Regions from separate parts of the Mus musculus genome. Here region 1 is linked to region 2. The links are chromatin contacts, called in public promoter capture Hi-C maps. All regions are on one chromosome and are shown on one strand. Each heading gives the region's core, a stretch centred on a gene start, on an enhancer-like site or on the middle of the called end of the contact. The rest is flanking DNA. Distances are from core to core; before and after follow the strand shown.

The links. Promoter capture Hi-C pulls out the DNA fragments that hold promoters and counts their contacts.
Region 1: a promoter capture Hi-C map of liver shows a contact between it and region 2. The contact joins the enhancer-like site here to the promoter of Zbtb40 in region 2. A contact is called at or near these places in 7 of 39 promoter capture datasets (3T3-L1-derived adipocytes, the C10 cell line, the HPC-7 cell line and 4 more), 2 of 115 datasets of contacts at active chromatin or transcription factors (T-cell acute lymphoblastic leukemia and stem cell-derived neural progenitor cells) and 1 of 9 other capture datasets (pancreatic islet).

What each region holds. Positions count from the first base shown.
Region 1 is chr4:137,312,871-137,316,107 of GRCm38.p6, forward strand. No RefSeq gene overlaps it. Among named protein-coding and RNA genes, the nearest start is that of Wnt4, 37 kb to the left of the region's middle. Within about 2 kb of position 1,916, at least 25 of the 459 cell types and tissues checked have an H3K27ac peak or open chromatin away from gene starts, as enhancers often do. A contact at or near this core is called in liver, where this site is marked.
Region 2 is chr4:137,047,375-137,050,757 of GRCm38.p6, forward strand. It overlaps Zbtb40 (zinc finger and BTB domain containing 40), which reads right to left and starts at 1,321. Exons shown (of 19, transcript NM_198248.1): 1 at 1,272-1,321.

The sequences.
Region 1 (3,237 bases), core at 666-3,165, 270 kb after region 2:
ACACATGATGTGCTTGTATGAAATGCGTTAGGGAGAAATAACCACCCCTCATCTCAGGCTCATCCTAAGAAAGTGAAACTGGTAATATTCTTCTCAAGAAAAACAAAAAACAACAAAAAAAACCACACTGAATCTGGGGCTGGGGTTCCTGCTCAATTGGTAGAGCGCTCCTCATCTACCATGTACAAGCCCCCAAGTGTGATCTTCGGCACTGCGTTAAGTGTGGCAGTCCAACCCTATAATCACAGCGTGCAGGAGAAAGAAATCTTTCTCAGCTATATAGAAAGTTCAAGGTCAGCACAGGATCCAAGAGACCTTGCCTGCAATTCATGAGCTCTGCCTCAAGAAAGAACAAACGAGTCAATAGCTGGCCAGAGGAAATATGAAGTATCTGACACACACACCAGTGGTGCCAGTCTGTGTGTACCATGTGTGGTCCCCTGCAATGCAACTCTACAAACTACTTATAGTGCACAGCAGGGGCTATGGTCTCACTACCGAAGTATCAAAGGTATTCATAACACTGTCCCAAGACTGTATAGCAGTCAAGGCTCTGCACAATTTCCCTAAGTTAGAAGTTCCATAGATTTTATAACTTGATAGTCTGTGGAATTTCTAGACTAAGTCTTAACTTCTTGAAGAATTCACTAGTTTTCCCAGTGCAGCAAGGTACTATAAAGTCAGCTCCATGACTTTCTGTCATTGATTCAAAAAAAAAAAAAGAAAAAGAAAAAGAAAAATCCCAGTAAGGAACTGGTATCCAAATTAGAGTGTAATCTGGAGTGAATTGTCAGAGTTTTAACCTAAATTTACCACTAGATGGAGCTAATCTCAACCATCTAAGAAACTCTTGTCAAAAACTGGCACCAAAATTTAAAATCTCTCTCTATAATCGTTTTGAAGCACTAGACAGTGTGGTATTAGCACAGGCCTTTCCGAAGCTCTGAACTCATGACCACAAAGCACAAATGAAGCTTTTCAGTTTTAGGCTTAGAGCTCACTAACAACCCTCTATTTTCTGCCTCTAGAACTGGCCCAATACCTCATTTATAGCTAGCTAACCACAGTCAAGACACGGGAGCTCAGACTCTACCATAATCAAATACTAATTGATTGTCAAACTAACCCACAAAAGTGGGCACTACTGTTAAATTCCTTACAGCTAAAACTCAACCCTACACCAGGCAGTGGTGGTGTACAACTTTTAAGAGACAGAGGCAAGGAGCTGAGTTCAATGCCAGCCTGGTCTACAGAGCAAGTCTCAGGACAGCCAGGGCTACACAGAGAAACCCTCTCTCAAAAAGCAAGCAAGCAAGCAAACAAAAAACTCAGCCCTAAATAATAATAAAATTCAATGGGGAGACCATGAACAACAGGACAAAGCAGCCGTTGTTTCAATACTTTTCCCAGAAGCCCACCTTGGCTTAATGAGGACAGTTTCCACTCATATTCATCTCTAACATTAATCACCTGGAATCTGCTACTGAGTTCCCTCTGCAGGGTGAACTGAAATATTACTGAGAAGAAAATAATACCGACTTCCCAAATAAAAGTCTAGACAAGCGCACCATCAGGTACTACAAAGTGCTTTTGCTAAAAGCACTCACTTCACACTCGCTCCCAACTCAAACAGGGCAGAGGTCGGCCGACCTTCACCCTACCCAGTTTCCAGGTCAAAACGCTGCCGAACTCTACTCAGAAGCACCCTAGTCTCTGTCTGTCTGGCCTACCAGCGGTACGATCTCATTCTCCTTGGAGGCTTAAGACACAAAGAGTAACTGAGACGCCTCGCTGTCAGCTTTTACAGCGTCCTGTTCCAGACCCCCATAAAGGCACCTGGAAGTCTTCAGTCACTGTCATAAACCAGCAGTTACTTTGGACTGCAGACCATCAGCGCCTGCCAAACAGATCACACCAGGATGAGATCATCCCTAGCAGGGGCCATCAACTCTGGGAACCAGAACAGGGCCTCAGGTATTAACTTCACCAAATCACCCAGCAGAACCTGACTCACTGACCAATCAGACCACACCTTGACCAAAAGCTTAATTATGCATCCCTCCCTACCTCCCAACTCTTCCTATTTCTTTAAAGCTTCAGTCATTACACGCCCCGCCTCCCCCGTCCCCCTTACCACCTCCCTGCCCCGCCAAGCCCCCAGGATGGACTTGGAGTCAACATACCCCTTTTCAGTATTTACCAACATGGCCTTGCTAACTTTCTTTTTTCACTATTCATACCTTTGGTTGGTATATGGGGGTGGGGGTGTTGAATGGCTGAGATTAACATATTGGGCCTCCCGGTATCAGATTGAATACTCCAGGGAAAGTAGTCTAACAATAAGCATACATAGAGCTACTTTACAGGCCAGAGGGCAGCTCCTTAGGATGAGCACTTCAGCTTATCTGCCTACAGACAGTGGCCAGGGGCTAGAGCTCACAGGAAATGCTGCTGAATAGGATGCCTTTGATTCATACTCTAATAGGTAATGGAGTATTCACCTTTACCTTCAAAACCTGTCCTTTCTATTTCAGAAGAAGAACGCAATGCAGACCCATGACACACTTACTGCAGGGTTTTCTTTACATCCTGGCCACATTAGTCTGCACAATTATTTTAAACCTCCCCTATTAAACATATATTTCAGTCTTCCTCCAACACAGGACTCTAATGTATATTATCTTTAATAGGCAAGTATCTACTGTCTCTCGAGTTCTCAATGGTGCACTCCAGTGAAAGTAGTCTCTAACAATAGCATACTTTACAGGCCACAGACAGTCGCTCCAGAGCAGCTCATTAGGATCACCACCTCATGAAAGAAAGGCTTATGTGTGCCTGAGGGTCAGTGATTCCTATGGAGAGCAGAGTGTGGCCGGGGACCATCCTGTCAATAGCTGGCTCTAATGTCCACACTACCCAAAGGCAGCAAGACAGTATGAAGCGAGTCCAGGAAAAGGATGTGGAAAGCAGTGCTCAGCACTGAGGAGTCTGGGGTTGCCCTATTACTCAAACCTGGAGCCAAGAACTTGAAGGTAAACACTGATGACGGAAGGTCAGAGATGTGGGCCCAGATGCAATACAGTTGTGTAAGGTGTCTAAACTGCCTCTTTTTCTTCACCACACACAGAATTAGCAGATTACATAAACTACAAAATATAAAGACTGTGGAAGGACCACAGAACTGCTTGGCCACCTAGCTGTCCTTAAGCCTGTTTTAAACTCTCCTTCCTAAAGTAA
Region 2 (3,383 bases), core at 71-2,570:
ATACATATACACACACATATACATATACACACACACACAAATACATATATGTATATGTATTTATTTCCAGGCCAGCCTATATATATATATATATATATATATATATATATATATATATATATGTATATATATAATATGTGTGTATACATATACACACACACAAATACATATACGTATATTTATTTATTTCCAGGCCAGCCTGGGCTACATGAGGTCTGTGTCAAAACAAGCACAAGACAGAATGGGAACCTGTCACCGAAGAACCATGTCTACATTGAGCATAATTTATGCCAAGCACTGAAAATTTGCACTTCCTAACCCTAACCCTACATTGATTGCTTAAACAGCTATAACCCACACCAAGATTTGGATACAATTCCAAGGAAGAGCACTCCCAGAGGGAGAAAACTTACAGTTTGAGGTAATGTGACCTAGGCTATCATACAAGGGGGATTTCCCAGCGACAGCCTCACATTGCCAGCCCTATAAGCTAGCACACCCTAATCACACTTCACGTTTTGTGCAGGGAAAATACACTGCAAAGCTACGTAGAGACATAAAATAGATGGCCAATTGCACACACTGGGCGGGTGATAGCTTTGTAAGGAATGAGAGACCACTAGCTTGACGGCATCATGGAAGCTAGTCACATATCGTGTCAACTGTGCCTCGGGCCAGGATTGGCAAACTTCTGTAAAGCGCCGGAGAGAAATGACTCTGGCTTTATGGACCTTTCCATCAAAGCCGAAAAGCAGCCGGGGCAACTGCGCGCACTCCCCCGCCCCGCGGCAGGCGAGCGGCCGGACAACCCGTTAAAAAGAAAACAAAAAACGACCATAGCTGCGTCTCCGTGCAACTTCACTGCTGGGAGCTGAAGTTTTATTTCCCACGACTTCTATTTCCCCGCAACTGTTTTACAGCGGATAAACAAAAGCTGAGAGCAGAGATGGGAGGGAGCCCTCTGGGCCGGGGCGTCCGCAGCACAGCCCGGGAGCCGGGGAGTGAGGGCCGCAGATGCCAGGCAGTGTCCCGCGTCCTTCCACGGGACGCAACAACCTAGGCTGCGCCCGAAGTGAGGGCTGTTCCCGGGGGCCACGTCCCGAGGACAGCGGACGGCGGCGGCTGTGACCGACGCGAGCCAGGCGGAGCTCGCTCCGCGCATCCCCTGCGTCCCCCAGGGGTCCTGGGGCGCCCCTCACTCAGGGAGTCTCGGGAGCCTCCGCCGCGACAGGGGTCTCCGCGCAGAGTCCCAGCGCCGTTTCTATGGTTACCTGCTCAGCACCGATTCAAACTGCCGTTCTTTATTGACAGCGCCATTGAGGACACGAACACTCCTGCCCGAAGGGAACAATAAAGCTTTCTCCATTCAACAGCGCTGGAGACGCCAAAAGGCAGCCATCTTGGGGCCGGGGAAAACGCCGAGGGCCGTAGCCCGGATGTGCGCACGCCGTAGTCACGTGCTGGGGGACGGTCTCGCGAGAAGGCTGTCCCTGCATCACGTGCACGCTTTCTACCAATGGCAGGCTTCCAAGTTTGGAACCTGGTCTGCTCTTGACCTTTGACCTTCGCCTCACAGTACCTTGGGAGATGTTTCCTTAGCATGTTCCATAGCATGATCCATCCCTTACCTAGCCACTTCTGAGGTTTGCTGCGAAGAGACGACAAAGATTTCTTTCCTTCTTTTGTAACAAACAGTCATGTGCAGGGCGAGAACGAGACTGATTTCTGGACTGGGCTTGGTATGGGTGTACACGGGGTTTCTTTTGCCATTATCCTCTCACGTTTTAACCTATAGCACCACACGCTGGTTATGAACCCCGAGTCCAGTGTCCTGGCAGTCAAATGGATGTGAATCGGATCCAGTTAACATGAGCCCCATTGGCACTGGTCATGAGAGCTGTCCCTGCATCACATGGAGACCCATTTGTCCGAGATCCAGGCTTCTCGTTGCTATGTCTAGCTCCCAATGTGATTACAGCTGTTCCATGGGCAATGACAATATTCAGTCGTCCCCAGCACTGTCGCTGTCAGCTCGACTTGATGCAATACCTTTAAAACAGAAACCGAACCTATGGAGCAGAGCTGTCACTCAAATTTCTGTCATCTAATACTGTGACTGCAGTTTGCAGCTACTGCTGAAGATAAATAATTAGAACACTCTGGGTCATTAGAGCACTCTGGGCAGCTGTTCTAGTTAATTTTTGTTGTGATAAAATATCCTGAACCCCCTCCCCCCCCAAAAAAAAGTCTAATGAGTCAGGCTTAGTGACCCATCTTTTAATCCTGGTGCTTTGGAGGCAGAGGCAGGCAGATCTCTGAATTGTGAGGCTACCTTGATGTGTGTGTGTGTGTGTGTGTGTGTGTGTGTGTGTGTGTGTGTGTGTGTGTAGTTTCAGGACACCCAGAGCTACATAATAAGACCAGGAAGAAGGAGGAGGACCAAGGGGGGAAAGATTTTTTTCAGCTTACAATTGCAGGTTAGTCCACCACCTTGGAGAAGTCAAGGCAAGACAAAGACTTCAAACCACTAATCACACCACATCCATAGAGCAGAGAGAAGTGAATGCATGCATGTTCTTGCTTGTGCCCAGTTGGATTGCAGGCACAGTTCAAGACTCCTTGCCTGGGGAATGGGGCCACCCACAGTGGACTGAGTATTCTGACATTGGTTTACTCAAGATACCCCCACACACACACACACACAGGGACCAAACCAATGTAGACAATCCCCTAGGGAGACGCTTCCCAGGAGATTCTAGGTTGTGTCAAGCTGACAAGGTGCCACACCATGTTCCCTGTCGGTGGTTTGTCAGCACTCGGCCACTACCTTCTTGCCACAGTCAAACCAGTATCTGATAGGGCCCTACCAGGTGCACGGTCACCTGGCCACTGTTACCCACACAGATCACCATCAGCATCAGATTTATCATTTCCGTAGCCTCTAGACTTTCACCTATGGCTGTTGGGAGGACTGATCCCCCACTTATAGCAGGAGCCCCTCCCCCCCAATGTAGAGCTGACAGGTTTAGGAAATACCTATGACAGTGCTCAGCACATAGGTGCTCCACAAGTAAGTACTAAATTATAGTGTTTTTAAAGAACAATGTGGCTACTGGCCACTGTTCTGCATAGAAATGGAGGTGACTTGCATCTCAAGCAAGTTTTAAGCACCTCTGCTAAGCCAGGTTCTGTATTACACAAGGATTAAAAGGAGGGATCACAAGAAAAGAGGCCACTATGCATACATAATTTTCGTGACAGTGGTTGCAGAGAATAGGTTCTTTTTCAGTGCTGGGAATCAAACCTAGATCTTGCAAATGATAGTCACGGGCTCTTCCACTGAGCTACATCTCCCAATCCCAAAAGTAGGATATTTGAAAGCT